Regions from separate parts of the Hordeum vulgare genome. Here region 1 is linked to region 2. A link is a contact called in public Hi-C data. All regions are on one chromosome and are shown on one strand. Each heading gives the region's core, a stretch centred on a gene start, on an enhancer-like site or on the middle of the called end of the contact. The rest is flanking DNA. Distances are from core to core; before and after follow the strand shown.

What was found. Hi-C and Micro-C count contacts between places; a contact is called where the count stands out from the background.
Region 1: a contact with region 2 is called in a Hi-C map of leaf, with 5 times the contacts expected there. The contact joins two enhancer-like sites. A contact is called at or near these places in 2 of 6 Hi-C or Micro-C datasets (leaf and seedling).

Annotation. Positions count from the first base shown.
Region 1 is chr5H:476,534,186-476,537,851 of MorexV3_pseudomolecules_assembly, reverse strand. No RefSeq gene overlaps it. Among protein-coding and RNA genes, the nearest start is that of LOC123399348, 58 kb to the right of the region's middle. Within about 2 kb of position 1,486, at least 2 of the 3 cell types and tissues checked have open chromatin away from gene starts, as enhancers often do. A contact at or near this core is called in leaf, where this site is marked.
Region 2 is chr5H:476,404,345-476,407,787 of MorexV3_pseudomolecules_assembly, reverse strand. No RefSeq gene overlaps it. Among protein-coding and RNA genes, the nearest start is that of LOC123399344, 48 kb to the right of the region's middle. Within about 2 kb of position 1,472, at least 2 of the 3 cell types and tissues checked have open chromatin away from gene starts, as enhancers often do. A contact at or near this core is called in leaf, where this site is marked.

The DNA of each region.
Region 1 (3,666 bases), core at 237-2,736, 130 kb before region 2:
AATAGGTGCAACCTAGAACAACTAGGTTACACAAAGCCTACCCTGCATTTTCGTCCTAGATTCGCTGCTGTATCCATGGACGGGGGACGGCGCCGTCTCTTAAGCCTAAAACAAGCAACTTCTTCACCTGTCAGTGTTGTCATTCCTTGTGGCATGTCATCTCTGGAAGGAGAGGAGCCGCAGGATATTTAATGATCAGATTCTCGCAAATGATGCGGTGGTGACATTGATTAGAGATGATCTGCTGGGGCACTATCGATCAGGCTTTCAGTGAGGAGTAGTTCCTATTTGTACCCTACTTTTCTTAAAAGACAAAAGCCTGACGTTGGAGTGTGATTAGACTTTGCATACCAGTATGTACGACGGTACGAGCGATAATTTTCACCGTGCTGTTCCTTCGCCGCCAAAAGTATTCTGATACAGTAGTTATCACATCTCGGCAAAACCCACAAAATTGACACCTGAACCAAACAAATTCACAAATCAAACTGGGTTTAAAAAAATTCACATTGCTGACCATTTTGTGTAGTGCCCGGCAGCCGGGCGTCACACTACACTATGTAACGTCTAGCATAAAGATGTTACACTTCTGGCCAACGTGGCACCCGAAGCCACATTCTTGATTGTCACGTCTAAAAGAAAGAAGCCACACTATATTGTGTGACGCCTTATTGAAAGGAGTCACACTATCTTATATTTAACTGATGTAACTTTTAATTCGTACATTCGATGAAAATGTGTCTTATATGAATATTCTGTATTTTTCTGTGTTCTACGCAGTGGTGGCATTTTCAACTATATTAGGATAATTTTTTTGATAAAAAATCAGTTACAAAAATGCATCATAGTATAACTGATCAAATTTATTATGACAGAAAAATACATCATAGTATAATTTCGTCTCTTATATAGTCTTATATAGTTGAAAAGTTTGTGTGTCTTAACAAATTCGACCAGTTATACTATGATGCATTTTTGTAATAGAATTTTCATCAAAAAAATTATTCAAATATAGTTGAAAATTACACCATTGCATAGAACACAGAAAAATACATGATACCCATATAAAACACATTTTCATCGGATGTACAAATTAAAATTACATCAATTTTAATATAAAATAGTGTGACTCATTTCAGCTAGGCGCCACACAATATAATGTGTGTCCTTTTTCTTAGGCGCCACAGAACCAGGAGTATAGCCCCGGATGTCACGCTGACTAAAAGTGTAACGTACATATGTTAGGCGTTACATAATGTAGAACGCCACATAAAAAGGTCAGGTAAATGAATTTTTCTTAAACGAAGTCGAGTTTGTGAAATTGTTTCGTCAACGGATCAATTTTATCGATTTCACATCCCATGTGACTTTTTTACTGGGAGAAAATGATGTACTCCCACTTAACGTGTGTGTGTGACTCTGTGTGTGTCAGCGTGTGTGTGTCAGAGAGAGAGAGTCTTCCAGTCTGGGGCCACACATTGCATGCTGGCTGAATCTCTCCAAAAACGAGGTAGCGCACGCGTGCACGGTCCATTCATCACTGGTTGCCACAGGCTACAGCCAACGGAAACGGATGGATTGTGCCCACTGAAGTGACCCTTCGAGCAGCTACGCCTGTTAATTTGCCGCTCCCCTTTGGCCCTTTCCGTGCTTTGCACGCCGAATGAGTCCAAGTACAGTCTTTTTTTCTACCATTCCATTTTATATCTTCGGATACAATTCATCATAGTGATACATATATAAGGGTGTGTTTGGTTTGAGAACCAAAAGATATGACATGTCATGGTCTTGAAGGAATGGGTTGATTTCATTTTTGTGTTCGGTTGAAGATAAAAAATATCACGGGTTCGTTCAATTCTTGTGTTTGGTTGGAGATATGAAATAAGAAGAATATGACTCAACTCACCTTGTGGGGTTATTCTTTTTTTAATCGAAATATTATATAAATTTCAGCAACATTTCCATCGTATTTTTGGTTTTAACAATTAGCATGGGTGTTTTCTTTTTTCTTCTATCAATAAGAGAAGAATAACCAGGTGATTTCTTCGATTTGGTGGAATCACTTGATGAAGCATATATAGGGAATATTCCTTTTTTAAGGATCACCCGGTTCCGGTTCCATCCTCAACTAAACATTGGAATGGTGGACCGCAGACGGAATCAACCCGTCTCGTGCCACTATATCCTCAAAGCAAACACACCCTAAGTGATATAGAAGTAAGTGATACATATTATATACAATAGTTTCATAAAATATCATCATATCATCTCGAAAATAGCGATACATAGTGATGTAGAAGTAATCATCATAGTCAATGAGACATCATATAACAAAAGTTGGTCACTAGTCATAATCACAACTCCTCATCATCATCATCGTCAACTCTAACACATTGTAGCACATCATCACATCATCTCGGAAATAACTAATAATCATCATAGTCATTACCACCAATACTATTTAATATCATTTTCGTCAATGAGACATCATATAATAAAAGTTGGTCACTAATCATAATCACAACTCCTCCTCATCATGATCGTCAACTCTAACACATTGTAGCACATAATAACACATTGTACCTAGGACCTACTCATGTGCTTAGGTGGAATATCATAAAACAATATAGGCCCTGACTCCCCATTATGGAGAATGGAGATCATCTTGTCTCCAATTCTTGACCTACGCACAATGTTGCTTCCAAGTAGCTCTCTACGATTGACCATACATTTTTTCCAATCTTTGATTGTCATGACTTCATCGGTTTTAGAAATCCGGTATGGACAGGAGTGATGCAAATACCTAGGCTGACCTGGCCGTGCTGGTCGTATCATCATAACATCAACGCGACCTCTTGGTAAGATCAGATGAGGCACACAATCTTCCGGGATTTTCTGTTGAAAAACATAGTTTTAGCTTTGTAGCTAGCAATGTAGTTTAGTTTTACAAGAATTTATGCAAAAGATGCATGGATGTCGTAATAATAGAAAATCTTACCATGCAACCTCCATGCATGTTACCGTAGTTCATCACGTGCACTAGTGACACATATTGACCATAATGTTGGGGAGGTTGCTGATAGGTATTGTAATTCTTAAGATTATTGATAAATGCGACAAGATGATGTTTCTCCTTACAAGTTAATTCTGCTTCATCATTGTAGTAATAGGTTCTGTCTACCATTTTTCGTACATTTTTTGAAGAACGAAAATAAGTTGTCAATGGAAATAAGTTGTCAACTATTTTTAAATAAACAATATAGATTACTTAATAAATATGGTTGAGAAACTCACATAATGGTAGAACTGAAGGCGTCTGCACATCGACCTAGATGTCGATATTACCTTCAATTTCATCTTCCGGACGAATATCAAAGGTGATAAGCATATTAGGCTCAAATGCATAAGCCTTGCATAGTGCTACCCAAGTTTTGCATTCAAAGGAGTAGGTGTCTGCATTGTACAATTTTACGGTAAAAGTATAACCATGCTGAGTCCTCAAGTGAACTATCTTTACCTCCATATTTATTTCAGTACTGAAACCAATATTATCCAACACATAATGTCTTGCATGGCAGAGGATACGCTAGTAGAATAGTAAAAAATAAAAATTATAAGTTGAAGCAAAAGAAGTCATGCTTAATTACGAAAAAAGACTTGTCGTTG
Region 2 (3,443 bases), core at 223-2,722:
CCGGCCGAGTCGTGCCCCTTTGCCTGTCACGCTGAGAGGATTCCGACAGACAGACTGAGGTTATGGGAGGCCATGACGAGGTCGAGCTCGTTCAATTCAACTCGGCGGCGATCGATTGTGGCGTCCAGCGGCCTTTTCTGACACGTGGCGATGAATTCCGACAAGTTTAGAACGGATTTCGGCAAACTCCGGGGCGGCGTGTTTGCTCCGACGAGGTTTGACCGGTATACGGGGCCCCCGGAATCGGCCTTCCAACCTTTAAAAATAAAGATTTCCGATGTGGCTTTACCGTGTCCCTTAAAAAATTTATTGGTTGGACAACTTTTACGGTTTCTATTCTACACATTTTTTACGACTTAAATTGTAAAACACAAAAAAAAAAAAAAAACGGGTTTGAGGGTGTGCTTGAGATGCTCTTGTATATATCCTCGCCCTCCAGCCTCCCATGTCTCAAATGTTTGCCTAGCAAGTAGCTTCCACCACCCCTACGAGGAAGTCTGTCTCCTCCTTTTCCTTGTCAAAACTCAAAAAACTGAAACCTCGTGCACACCGCCGGCTATTCCAGGGCACCAAGAGACCCGGAGGAGAGCGACGGTAATTCTTTGCTGCCATGCTACCAAACTGAAACCTCTTGTAAACCACATGAATTAATTCAGGCACACCAACCGGCCGGCCGGTACATCGAACCACCGATTCGCCGTGCCATGCACACTCCTGGATCTACAGGAGCCGGCCAGCAGGGAAAAGGGAGAAAAGGGCCTGAGGATGGCGACGTGGAGCAAGTGATGAAAGGCCGAGGGGGGTCGACCGACCTCGCGGGCGCCCTCTCCTCCACGCACCAGTAGGTCATATATTTCTCGCCCGGCCCTGTCTCGCGCTTGTCAATCGTGGGATTAATGGCGGTCGGGTCGGGTCCGGCGCTTGTCGAACCACATCACTGTAGGCCGCGCCATCACACCACCACGCCATTTGTTCTCTGGCCACTATTCCACATTCAATGGCCTCCACTGTGCGCATTCAGTGCTCATACCTTGAACCCACTCTGTCTGCTCTCCCGGATCCTCTACATACCAAGCCCACCGTGTACGTACATACCCCCAATCCAATCGTCTCCGGATCTCCTACACACTACCACACATGGTAATTGATATACACTATACACCAACAAGTATGATCAACCAGATGCTCAAGACTAGGTCGGTCGCCACAGCTACGGCGTTTTCTTCCGGTGTTGTGGCTTCCGGCAAAGTTAAAATTGCTGAATATAGATCTCCCAGGATGGCGCAGAGGCGAAGCTACACTAATCAACACCATGACTTAAACTCGAAAAGAAGGAAAGAAAAAAGAACACGATTGAATTCTCGGACGATCCTCTTGGTTGGGCGGGCCCGACGGCCATGACAGGTATACGCTACGATAGATAGAAGCGAGCAGTAGGGTACAGTCTCTACGTCAGGCTCAATTACCCCTTAAATCCCCACCGCGGCTAGGTACAGTGATCGCGCCAACCGCCTAATTAATTGGAACAGTACTGGTACGTGCTGGACCGATGGATGCATCATGCATGCATGGCTAGCCGCATGCATGCTGGGCCACCCACGGTGCTGCAAGCGCATGCACACTGGGTTTCAATGCTCATCACCACAATTCCATCTGTCTATAGCTCCAAGCACTTGATCTCGTCCATGATCAGTAGTACTTCTATCTACAATACCTATGGAGTGCAAGGATTTTGTACGTCACAAATTTAACCGACAATAATGTATACTATGATCCTTCTTCATGAGAAGAGTACAGTACAATATGCCTGCAAGGGAACATCATATGTGCCTACGTACAGATGTTCAGTTAAGTCCAGTCCAGGTTAGCGCAATTACGTTCAGGTTAGCATGCATGTGAAACCATAGTTACGTAATTAAGATACTCCCTAGCTAATGATCGATCATAATCAATGCATGTAGAATTATTGAAGACAAAATGGATGTACCGTGTAGATCCATCAATTTAAGCCGCCCATACCCTATTGCTAGCCGTGGCTCGATCAACAGGAAATGCACGGGCCATCCAACGAATTGGAACAGTGTCTTGCTGGTAGCGGGGGGCTCTACACCACTGCGCGCGAGTTGAATGCTAGTTTGAATTCTCTCCCAAGTGTATTTAATTGCTGCACAATTTTAGCTTTTTCTTTACCGGCATTAACGTGGATAGAAAAGGCCAAACATATATACGGCTCCTATAGTTTGTAAACAGTTGGCTTGCTACTAGATCCGGCTATTCACGCGTTGCTGTCGAAACTTGTTAAGAAATGAATAAATGTAGATGATTTATTATATTTTAAAAGCAATACAGCATAATAATAAAATTTTGAAAATTAACAAGATGCAATTTTCTAACAAAAGTATGAACCGAGAACTACATATATATGTATGCCGCAAGCCTCATATATATGTATGCTCCGAGCGTCATATATATACCATACATGACAACATAAATAAATGTTACTTATAATTGACATGTATGATTTGTTGATGAGGCATGGTTGAATTGGTTAGTTAATGCAAAATATTGCAGGTTATAACTAACATGCAAGAGTTGATCGGCATAGCTGGATGGATAGGAAAAATATGTACTAGTAGTGAGTTGTAACTATATATATAGGAACACTGGACACTATTGTGTGCCAAACATTTGTACTCATTTTAGTCTCTTAAATCTCCTGTACTACTTAAGAACATGTTATTGTACAAGGCCACACACAAAATATTGTTGGAATCTTTTTTCAAATACAAATTCAATTGGCATATAATATTTCTTTTATTTCCTTCCAAATGAATTTCAAAGTTAGAACCAAATTACCATGTGTGACCTTGTACTCTGTTATTACTAATTTATAGTCCATATAATTCTTTTCTAAAGTAAACTTTGACCAATTTTATACAAAAATAAACATTTACAACACCAAATACATACCAGATAAAAATATATCTCATGATGATCTATTGGTATTGATTTGATATAGTTTTACAATGTTGAAATTTGAAAAAACTTATGTGAACTATAAGTTGCAAGCATGGAGTACAGATGAATTAGGTTTAATGTTATTCTTTACAGGAACTTGCACATGACAATATATGTGTCTATAATATCTAGTATTAAGTAAAGTTATCTGTAATATGTTTAGGTACAAATAAAATTATTCTATCTTTGACTTGTCTAATAAACGCACACCCTTGTCCTTCCCGTGGCCCACCTGTCGGGGACACTAGCGCTTCATTCACCTCCAACGCCTCCACCCGCCCCACCCGTCGTGGCACTGCCACTGTTTTTTCGGCCGCCTCCTCACTCCTCATCCCACGACCGTCCATACCAAACCACATCTCATCATGGCCGTCAGCACGCCCGTGCTTTTGTAGGACCTTTGGCCGTCGTTTGGAGTCGTCGTC